3 separate regions of the Rattus norvegicus genome follow, and regions 2 and 3 are each linked to region 1. Evidence: chromatin contacts called from public Hi-C data. All regions are on one chromosome and are shown on one strand. The core of a region is the stretch at or near the end of the contact, and the rest is flanking DNA. Distances in the headings are between cores, read along the strand shown.

Region 1 (3,383 bases), core at 707-3,206:
AACAAAAGAAATTGTTCCTAAGGTGCAAAAAGGAAACCACAAAAAGCAAGAGAGCCCACTACTAAGGTCGTAACATCTTCACCATCAGCTGAGGAGCAGAGCCCAGAGCACCTTGTGCACTGGAGCCCAGCCCTAGGAGCCAGAAGCTTTGCCCAGCACTGTCTTCTCCTGTCTCTCCTGCAACATTGGCCCCACAGGAGGCTGCAGCCTCCAGGACTTCAGTGCTCCGTTGTCACACAGAGCCACTGCTAGGCAAGCATTGTGGTGACAATAGAGAGGTTGGAGCACTGGGAAAAGGGTTAAGGCCACCTGGCTAAACCTCAGAGCTCTTGGTCCTGTTCTGCCCCGAGTTGAATTCTCATCAGTGCTCTTGGGGCAGTAGACCTCCAGATTTGTCACCATTGCTGACCTCTTGATTGTGGTCTGCCTAGACCAGAGGGATCCTTTCCCAAGTTCTAGAACACACCCTAGCCAGCTCTCCTGGGGCTCCAACTGTTGTACCCCTTCCTCAGTTGCAGACCTGGTTCTAATCCTACTCAACCCTGATTGTCTTTGTTGGCAAGAGCACACATCCTGGGTTTGCCTGTCTTTTGAATTCTTCCCCCTCTCTTAAGAAACGAAAGCAAACATTAATTTTATTTTATAGGACTGTAGGTGTATAATACCAATACCATGCCTGGTTCTTCTTAAAAAATGTATTTTATTCTCTTTTTATCTTAAGAAGATTTTTCATTAAATTGTCCAAGCGCTCCTGAAACTCAAAATTCCCCCGTCTCAGCCTCTTGAGTAGGCAAAGACTGGTGTGTGCTTCCAGACCCTACTCTCCATTTTTCTAAGAGCTTAGTCAATACCTAGCAAGAATGGCTGGTTGAACCCACAGATCTGGTGCCCTATTTTCCTGGTAGCTTCTGCCTTCCTCTCTAGTTGGACCTGGATGCTGCCGGGTACCAGCAAGCGGGGGAGTGGGGAGAGGAGGGAGGAGGTACTGAGGGGATTGGCTGGTGTGAACCAATTGTTTGCCTTTGTTCAGGAATCAAGCTTGTTGTTCAAGGCTTGCCCCCTCCAGGAGGGTCTCTGACTGGAAACAGCCAGGCGGCCTGCTGGGCTCCTTCCTGGAGTCTCCAGGAGGTCCTGTCCACTCCCCTCCATCCTCAGTAGCACTCTCCTCAGCCACAGATTCTGCAGGCTGGGCTCCAAACTTTATTTACTTAGACCTCTAGGCCCAGCAGGAGCTCTGGGAGCACAGGTGAGTGCTAGGCAGACTTGGGGTGTGCTGGTTTCCTCCTGGGAATCTCAGAAACTCTCCAAGGCTACTTTTACTGAGCCTTCATTTTCTCATCTATCAGATGGGCTCATAGCCACACCTGCTTCTCAGATGGGTCCTCAACATGTCACCCAGCACCCCAGGCAGTGTGTGTGTGTGTGTGTGTGTGTGTGTGTGTGTGTGTGTGTGTGTGTGTGTGTGCGCGCGCGCGCGCGCGCGCGTACACAAGCACCCCTGCATGCCAACCGTGGCTCATTGTTGTCAGAGCTAGCTGCTGAGAGAGAATTCACGCAGGACGGTGTCCACTTGCTCTCTGCCTGCTGTGCTGGTTACCCTCTACTCCACACGACTTGGGCCTGAGCATGTACCTCTTCCCCTTGGCCAGCACTTCTCACGACGTGGGGTTGTCCACGCTAGCCTCTGCAGCATGCAGTGTCAGCCTGAGGACAGCGTAGGCTTGCCAACAAGGCCCAAAGGTTGCCCCAACCACATGGGGCTGACACACTGGCATGCCGGTGGGTCAACCCGCATCTGCAGCAGGCTGCTGAGTCTCTGTTCTCTCTGACCTTGCTGCATCATCAGCCAAATGGTCAGCACAATGGCTTCTCCTTCCTCAGGTGAGGGGTAAGGGTGGGTGAGCCTGGGAAGCCGGGAGGAGGGGACACCATGCTGAGCACAGGCCCGCAAGCTCCCTGGGGTGGAGCTAGGCTCAGAGTCTGGAGGCTTCACCATGTGGCTGCCGCCTCCCTCCCCAAGCCTGGACCGTGTGCCTGGGTTCACAGCGCCCCCTGCTGGTAGGATCTCTCAGAAGCTCCCTGTGGGCAGCCCGAACCCCACATTCCTTAACTTTGACCCCGGGTGGGGGGGGGTCTTTCCCTCTGGAAGCCCATTTTAAATCAAAAGTGCCTCGAAAAGCCAATGCAGTATTAAGTCCGGGCTGGGGGGTGGAATGGGAGAGCTGGGGTTCCCAGGATAAAGTTTAGTAGGCTCCTGGGTCTTTGAAATCTCTGCCAACCCAAGCCACATGGACTGGTGGGGGACATCACACAGGAGCAGGCTTGAGGAGTGAGGAATCCTCCCTGCTTACTCTGGGCTTGACCCTCTTCAGATCTGCAGAAGGCAGGGCGATCTTGAGTCCCGCCTGCTTATCTCCTCTGTCAGACCCTCACTACACAGTAGAGGGTTTCCCAACGGCCTCTGGGAGAGTCAGCAAGCTCTTCCCCACCATGAGCCCCTTGTACTGCTCTTGAGACTTCCCCTACACTATTTTCTTTCCAGGCTGCTTGTATCTAGCCAAATAAAAACTCCCCCTTCCTCCAGGAAGCCTTCCTAGATGGCCTCAGGCTTTTGCAGACTTCTCACACATACTGCGTTGTCTTGTACATATGTTACCCGATCCTTGCACATAGGTTATCTGCTGCCTTTTTTCCTGGAGCTCTGAGAAGGTCCAGGGACAGATCGTATGTGCCCTTTTGTTTTAGACAGTCTTACAAAGCCCAGACAGGACTCACATTTACTATGTAGCCCAGGCTAGTCTTGAACTTACTGTTCTCCTGCCTCAGCTCCACAGTGCTGGGACTAAAGTAATTTTAAGATCAGCTGTGCTCGTATTTGTGTGGTCTTGCCCCTGGGGCATATTGGCCATGTCTATTGATAATTCTGGGGATGTGGGTAGGGGCTGGATGCTACTGGCATCTTAGAATAAATGTCAGGGATGCAGTGACTGTCCTACAAGGCACAGAGAATAGCCCAGGTTATGAATGCTGATTGAAATAAATTCAGATCTGGTATTTTTTTATTATAGTGACCAAGGTCAATGGGTCCCACGGGAGACATGATCACTCCACTGAGAGGACAGAGCAAGGACTCTGAGTCCACTCTAACTGTTCCTTCTTTGTCCTTTCTAGTTCTGGGTACCCTGCAACACTTTTCTGGTTTGAATGTGGCTTGTGCAAGTGGAGCTGGGCCTAAGCCAAGGAGGAGGATTCAGACCTGAATTAGAGCCCTTAGGGTACTGTGGCCAGCCCTTGGGAGCAGAGAGTACCTGACCTCGTCTATAAATGGGGATGGAATGACCCCTTTCAGTCCCAATGGGCTGAGGCCCTCAGCTGTCCCTGTG
Region 2 (2,960 bases), core at 399-2,898, 77 kb before region 1:
GCTTTTTTCTTTACTTTATTGAGGTATGGTCTCACTCTCACACTAAGCTGTGCTGGGCTGGCCTAAAACTCACCGAAATTTGTTTGCCTCTGCCTGAACCACCATACCCACTTAGCACATTTGTGACCCTAAAGTCCAGCCTTACAGGGGCAAAAATGCAGCCAAATGCGCCTGGACTCGGGAGCCTGTTGAGTGACAGATGTACCTCCTTACCTTCCAGGTTAACTGATACAGCCCAAGTGCACACTGGACTGAGTGCAAGCAGACAGGAAGAATAACGTGGGAAGGATGTAGTTGGTCAAGCGTCCTTCCCTGGCAACTACTGGGCCTTCCACCCAGGGCAACCTGGACTGCCAGTTGGGTGAAACCGTGGGCCCAACTCCAGCTTTTGGCAGCCAGTATAAACTCAGTGTAGGGATAAAGGGTTCTGGACCTGACCAGATCGCCTGAGTAACGTTGGGGGTTGGGGGTAGCCTCACTGGGCACTAGGTGTGTGGGGGGGGGTGCTACTCTCAAAAGAGTCAGGGGCCTTTTGAGACTGCTTTTTCTACGGAAAGCTAGTAGGAGTTGCACTAAAGGCAACAGAACGAGGGCCTCTTCCCCCCAACCTGGGTGGTGGTTCAGCAACCACCGCCTCCGGCAGCTAACACAAAGCTTAGATTCAATGCGGTGCCTCCCACAGCCGTAGGAAAAAGGTTGCAGGACTCAACAGGCCAAGGCTGTACGGGCGGGAAGCCTTGGCTAGCAGCTGCACCCCCCATCCCTGAGACGGGTGGGGAGGTTAGGCCAACCAACAGGCACAAAGGTGAAGGAAGTGACTTCCTCCGTGTCCACACTGCTCCCCCGACTTCCCTCTAGTCCCCCGAGTCGGCTTTCCCGCCCCGGACACCCCGCGCCACTCCGCGCCTTTGGCCCAGGCTCAAGGTCTTGTGATGTGATTAGCAAAGCCAGCGCCTTGTCCTCAGACAGTCAGCCCTGCCCCACAGGCCGCAACGCTCAAGTCCTGTTTACTGAGCCTGGGCGGGGAGAGGGGCGGAGAAACGCTCCAATGCTCCTCCAGGCTGGCCGCTCCCGCCCCCACCCCTACGGCCTCTCCACGTGCAGCCGGGCCCGAGCTGCCACCTACCAGACAGGCCGCGACCCCCGCCCCCAGTCCCAAGCAACTTGGCAACGCGCACCATTGCAATATTGTTGCGTTTTGCAGTTCCCGCGCGCCGAGCAAAAACTAGGGTGGGAGATAAAAGCTGCGCCAGTCGGCCCAGCAGGATCGGGCAGGGAAAGGCACGTCCGGGATAGCCTGGTCCCGGTCAGATTGAGCGTGAGGTGCTTTCCAATATTACACTCCAAGAGGCGGGGGAGAACGAGATATTCCCGCCGCCGCCACCCCGCACCCCAAGGAGCCGTGCTCCCCACGCCGCCCGGGACGCCCGGGACTGCCCGCCCCGCCCCGCCCCCGAAGGGAAAAAATTGGCGGCGACCAATGAGAGTCCGAGAAGGGGCCTGACGTCTGCGGGCCGGCGGGCGGCGTTGCCTAGAGACCCCAGCCGGTCAGCGATCAGTCCCCTCCCCGGGTGCGCTTTGCCCCGCCGCCGCGCGGCTCCCAGGCTGTATATAGGGCGCGCGCTCGCGGGTCTCCGAGTTCCACCAGTCCGCGAGCTGCCGACGGCTCGCGCGGGGGGCAGGCCGGGGCGCCGAGCTGCGCTCTCGCTTCTCCTCTGCCCCCCACTCCGCGCGCCGCGGCCTCCTTCCTCGGCCCCGCAAGCAAACTTTCCGTCCCTCCCTGCCCCTCGTCCGTTATTCGTCTTGGTTTGAGCTGCGCCGCACCGAGGGCTCCTCCCAACCTCCCCGCTTGCAGTTCCGACCATTACAGGACCCAGAAAAATGTCGACCACTCTTCTGTCAGCTTTCTACGATATCGACTTCTTGTGCAAGGTAAGCCGACAGCGGGAAAGGATGGCGGACGGCCTGGAACCCTTTGGAGTTCCGAGACTTGGCCGCCGGGCCCGGCTAAGGCGGGAGGGACCCTTCCAAGTTGGCTTTGCGGGTGGAGGGAAGTCCTGTAGTTAGCAGTACTGTGTGCTTGCAACTGTGGGCGTGGAGAGCTGGGAGGGAGCGAGTAGCGGCTGGAGCAGCCGTGCTCCTCCCGAGCCGACCGCGGCCACGCTGCCGGGACTTCCCGGACTGTGTTTGCGCCGCCCATCCCGTGGCCACGGGCCCAGGATCACATGGCTAGACCCGGAGCGGCCGGGGTGGGCGTCCTCCACTCTCTCCGGCCTGCGTTTTGTAAGTGTAGCGGTGGAGACTGAATTGGAACCCACAAGGAACACCAACAAGTGGGCAGTTGGGATTGGCGTCCATTCTGCAGTTCCCCCAACTCTCTTCCCCATCAGATTTTCATCCCGTCCCCGGTCCCCTCCCTTTGGCAGACGGAGAAATCCCTGGCAAACCTCAATCTGAACAACATGCTGGACAAGAAGGCGGTGGGGACGCCCGTGGCTGCTGCCCCCAGCTCGAGCTTCACTCCGGGGTTCCTGAGACGCCACTCCGCCAGCAACCTACACGCGCTCGCCCACCCCAGTCCTGGCAGCTGCTCGCCTAAGTTCCCAGGCGCCCCTAACGGCAGCAGCTGTGGCCCGGCAGGCGCGGGCGGCCCGTCCTCCTACGGCCAGCTCAAGGAGCCTTCAGGGGGCAGCGGCACGGCGCTGGTCAACAAGGAAAGCAAATTCCGGGATCGCTCTTTCAGCGAGAACGGTGAGCGCAGCCAGCACCTCCTGCACCTGCAGCAGCAGCAGAAGGGGGGCAGCGGCTCCCAAATCAACTCCACGCGCTACAAGACCGAGCTGTGCCGGCCCTTCGAGGAGAGCGGCACGTGCAAGTACGGCGAGAAGTGCCAGTTCGCGCACGGCTTCCATGAGCTGCGCAGCCTCACTCGGCACCCCAAGTACAAGACGGAGCTGTGC
Region 3 (3,043 bases), core at 189-2,688, 81 kb after region 1:
AGCGCCCCTTGTGGCAGACTGAAGGACCAGCAACAAGATAGAGCCTACTAATGGGGAGGTAACTATTAGATGGGCTGACATTTGTTCGGAGGTTTGAGTGAAGTGTGAAAGTAGCCCTGTGGGAATGAATGGGAAACTGTAATTCACTTCCTCCATCCAGGCCCCACCTCCATAGCTTCCGCCACCTTTCCAGAGTGCCATCCAATTGGAAACCGTCCGTGGGTTAATTCATTCCTGACATTAAAGCCCTGGGGATCCAATGACTTCTTATGCTTTTTGAATGCCTACTATGTGTCAAGCACTGAGCAAATGGCATGACAGTCAGAGAGGAATTCCTGGAAGGGTGATGTATGGGGTGAGGGATGAGCAGGTGACCTAGGTCTCCTCAGAAAGGCCAGGAAGGCACATGGAGAGCCTCCTACTGCTGGGAGTCAGGGTGTGGAGTACCAAGCCTCACTTTGGAACCATGTCTGGAAAGGGGTCGATATAACAGAAGAAAACAGAACCCTGACCACATGACCACAGCACAGTGGCATCAGAGAGGAGAGGACAGTATATTGACTGATCAGTCATAAGGGAGCTGTGAGGAACATTGGAAATATGTTTGAGGGGTCTAGAGAGGCTCAGAAGAAGGCTGGGTGGTGAGGGACTGTGGGGACCCTGGAGTCCCTGGTGCTGGTTGGTGAGGTGGGGAGCCTATTGGAGTCGGGTTCACAGGGCTCTGTAAGGCAGGCGGCTGAAAACAGCATGCATGTGCTCTCTTTGGAGGCTATGGGTCCACACCGGTGTTGATGGGCTAAAATCAGTGTGGCTGCAGGGCAGGTCCTCTGTTAGGAGACCTACTAGGCTGGGACTGCAGGATGGGACTGCAGGATGGGAAGGCCTGAGCCTCCCACAGGGACAAGAGGAAGGTGTTAGCAGAGTCCTGGAGACCCTTCTCTGGGAACTCAAATGACAGAAGGCAAGCACAGGGGAGCCCTAGACTGGCTGGGGAGGAGTGAGTATTTTTTTAGGAGTTTTCCCCTGAGTTCGTTGGGTCTCTCTGGTTTGGCATTTCCTTAAGGACTATGAGCCAGCCCTTCACCTTGGCACACCCAGCACCAGGTCTTCCAAGCTGGTTAAGTTGAGTCTATGTCTTTAAACCGTAAGGAAGAGAAAGCCAGGCTACCAAGAATAACATTTTACTGACTTGGCATGGGCTTCGGAATCTGCGTTTTTAGCAGCTGCCCAGGTGATTGTGATGAGCAGACAGTTTGGGCGAGCCCTCCCTCCCCTCCCTTTCCCCCTTTCCTCTTTCATTCCCCTTCAGCAAACTGTTTTTCAACTTTGTTTTTTAGTGAAAACCATTTCCTCCTCACTGTGGACCAGAGCCAGACCAAGGCTGAGCCGGCCTGTCTCTCCCACGTCAACAGTCCCGAGTCCTTAGTGGAGGTTGATGCTGTCTTTCTGTGCCCTTCCTCTTCCTCAGTCCTCACTGCCTGAGGCACTTTCCCTGTGGGGATCAAGGCCAGGTCACCAGAGGCCGGGTCAGACCCGCCCCCCATCTCACCAGTGGCCTCCCCGACTTCTTCATATCTTTACTTTCCTCTTGCACTCGGATTCCTCCAGAAAGACTCTGTTCCAGGCTTCAAGGGACCAGCCGTGGCCATCCCCCACACCTCAGCTGACAGCCTTGGCTTAATTTGGGAAATGAAGGAGCCAGGAGCTTCCTTAGGCCAAATGAAGTGTCCCGGTAGGAGGGAAGGGCACAGGATTTGGCAGAAACCTGGGCTGGGTGGAGGGAGTGGCTGGATTCCCTTGGCTCTCGAAGGCCTCTCCTCTGGTGGGATCCACAACATCTGCCAGATGCCTCCTGGTCTGGCTTTGGGAGGTATGGAGAACCAATTTCATGGTGAGCTCCATTGGCCACAATACTGAGGCAGCTGCAGGAGGGGACTAGGGTGTTGTTGTCCCTTCCCCTGACACTGGGGCTGTCTGGAGGAATGGTAGCCTCTCTGTGTTAAACGGTGGCCTTACTTGCAATGACTAGTGGCAGGTACCAGTTGGAGGACACAGCTGGTTTTGATTAAAATAAAACCCTTGCATCATTTATTCTGGTGGTTTCCAAAGCTGTCTAAATTCCAGGGCCACCTAGGAGGCTTGTTTATTAATTATTTATAGACAGAATGTCATATATGACATAGCTGAGGATGACCTTGAACTTCTGATCCTCCTGTCTCCACCTCCCAAGTGCTGGCTACCATGCCTGGTATATGAGGTGCTGGGAATTGAATGCAGGGTTTCTTGAATGCAAAGCAAGACTCTACCAATCAATCTGTGCCCCCCCCAGCAAAAGGCAAGACTCTACCAATCAATCTATTTACCCAGCTCAAAATATCTAAAATATATACTCTAATAAAGACTTCTGGAACACTTTTTAGTGACTTCTTACTGCCGTGATAAAACACCATGGCCAAAAGGAAGTTGGGGAGGAAAGGGTCTATTTGGCTTACACTCCACATGCTGTTCATCATCAAAGGAAGTCAGGACAGGAACTCAAGCAGGGCAGGAACCTGGTGGCAGGAGCTGATACAGAGGCTATGGAGGGCACTGATTCCTGATTTACTCCTTATAGCTTGCACAGCCTGCTCTATAAAATCCAGGACCACCAGCCCAAGTATGGAACCACCCACAATGGGCTGGGTCTTACCCCATTGATCACTAAGAAAATGCTCCACAGCTGGATCTCATGGAGGTGTTTTCTCACCCGAGGTTCCCTCCTTAGCTTGTGTCGAGTTGATATAAAACTAGCCAGAGCGTCTCTGCCTGATCAGTTAGAATCTCTGGGAGTCTTGAACTGAGTGGGAGTGACTCTTTTCAATCAGATTTTGTTCCTGATTCCGGACCCTGAAAAGTAAGCAAGAGGCTGGAGCCGGAAGCGATGACGTGGCAGTAATTCTTAATTAATACTGCATGTCTGTCAGGACCCCGGGTCTCATCTTTCTTAGTCTCTGAGACAATCCTAGGAGGGGTGTCCAGCTATTGTCCTGATTTTCCAGAGAAG

The links. A called contact is a pair of places that touch in the nucleus more often than the background predicts.
Region 2: a Hi-C map of liver shows a contact between it and region 1, with 5 times the contacts expected there. The contact joins the promoter of Zfp36l2 here to the enhancer-like site in region 1. A contact is called at or near these places in 10 of 12 Hi-C or Micro-C datasets (the Rat2 cell line, Schwann cells, frontal cortex and 5 more).
Region 3: a Hi-C map of liver shows a contact between it and region 1, with 4 times the contacts expected there. The contact joins two enhancer-like sites. A contact is called at or near these places in 9 of 12 Hi-C or Micro-C datasets (the A7r5 cell line, the Rat2 cell line, Schwann cells and 4 more).

The regions. Positions count from the first base shown.
Region 1 is chr6:16,317,510-16,320,892 of GRCr8, forward strand. No RefSeq gene overlaps it. Among named protein-coding and RNA genes, the nearest start is that of Zfp36l2, 77 kb to the left of the region's middle. Within about 2 kb of position 1,957, at least 29 of the 93 cell types and tissues checked have an H3K27ac peak or open chromatin away from gene starts, as enhancers often do. A contact at or near this core is called in Schwann cells, hepatocytes, kidney and 1 more, where this site is marked.
Region 2 is chr6:16,240,974-16,243,933 of GRCr8, forward strand. It overlaps Zfp36l2 (zinc finger protein 36, C3H type-like 2), which reads left to right and starts at 1,649. Exons shown (of 2, transcript NM_001036626.2): 1 at 1,649-1,932; 2 at 2,427-2,960. The coding sequence starts at 1,882.
Region 3 is chr6:16,399,478-16,402,520 of GRCr8, forward strand. All of the region lies in intron 2 of LOC134479316 (a long non-coding RNA gene), which reads left to right. Among named protein-coding and RNA genes, the nearest start is that of Zfp36l2, 160 kb to the left of the region's middle. Within about 2 kb of position 1,439, at least 26 of the 93 cell types and tissues checked have an H3K27ac peak or open chromatin away from gene starts, as enhancers often do. A contact at or near this core is called in liver, where this site is marked.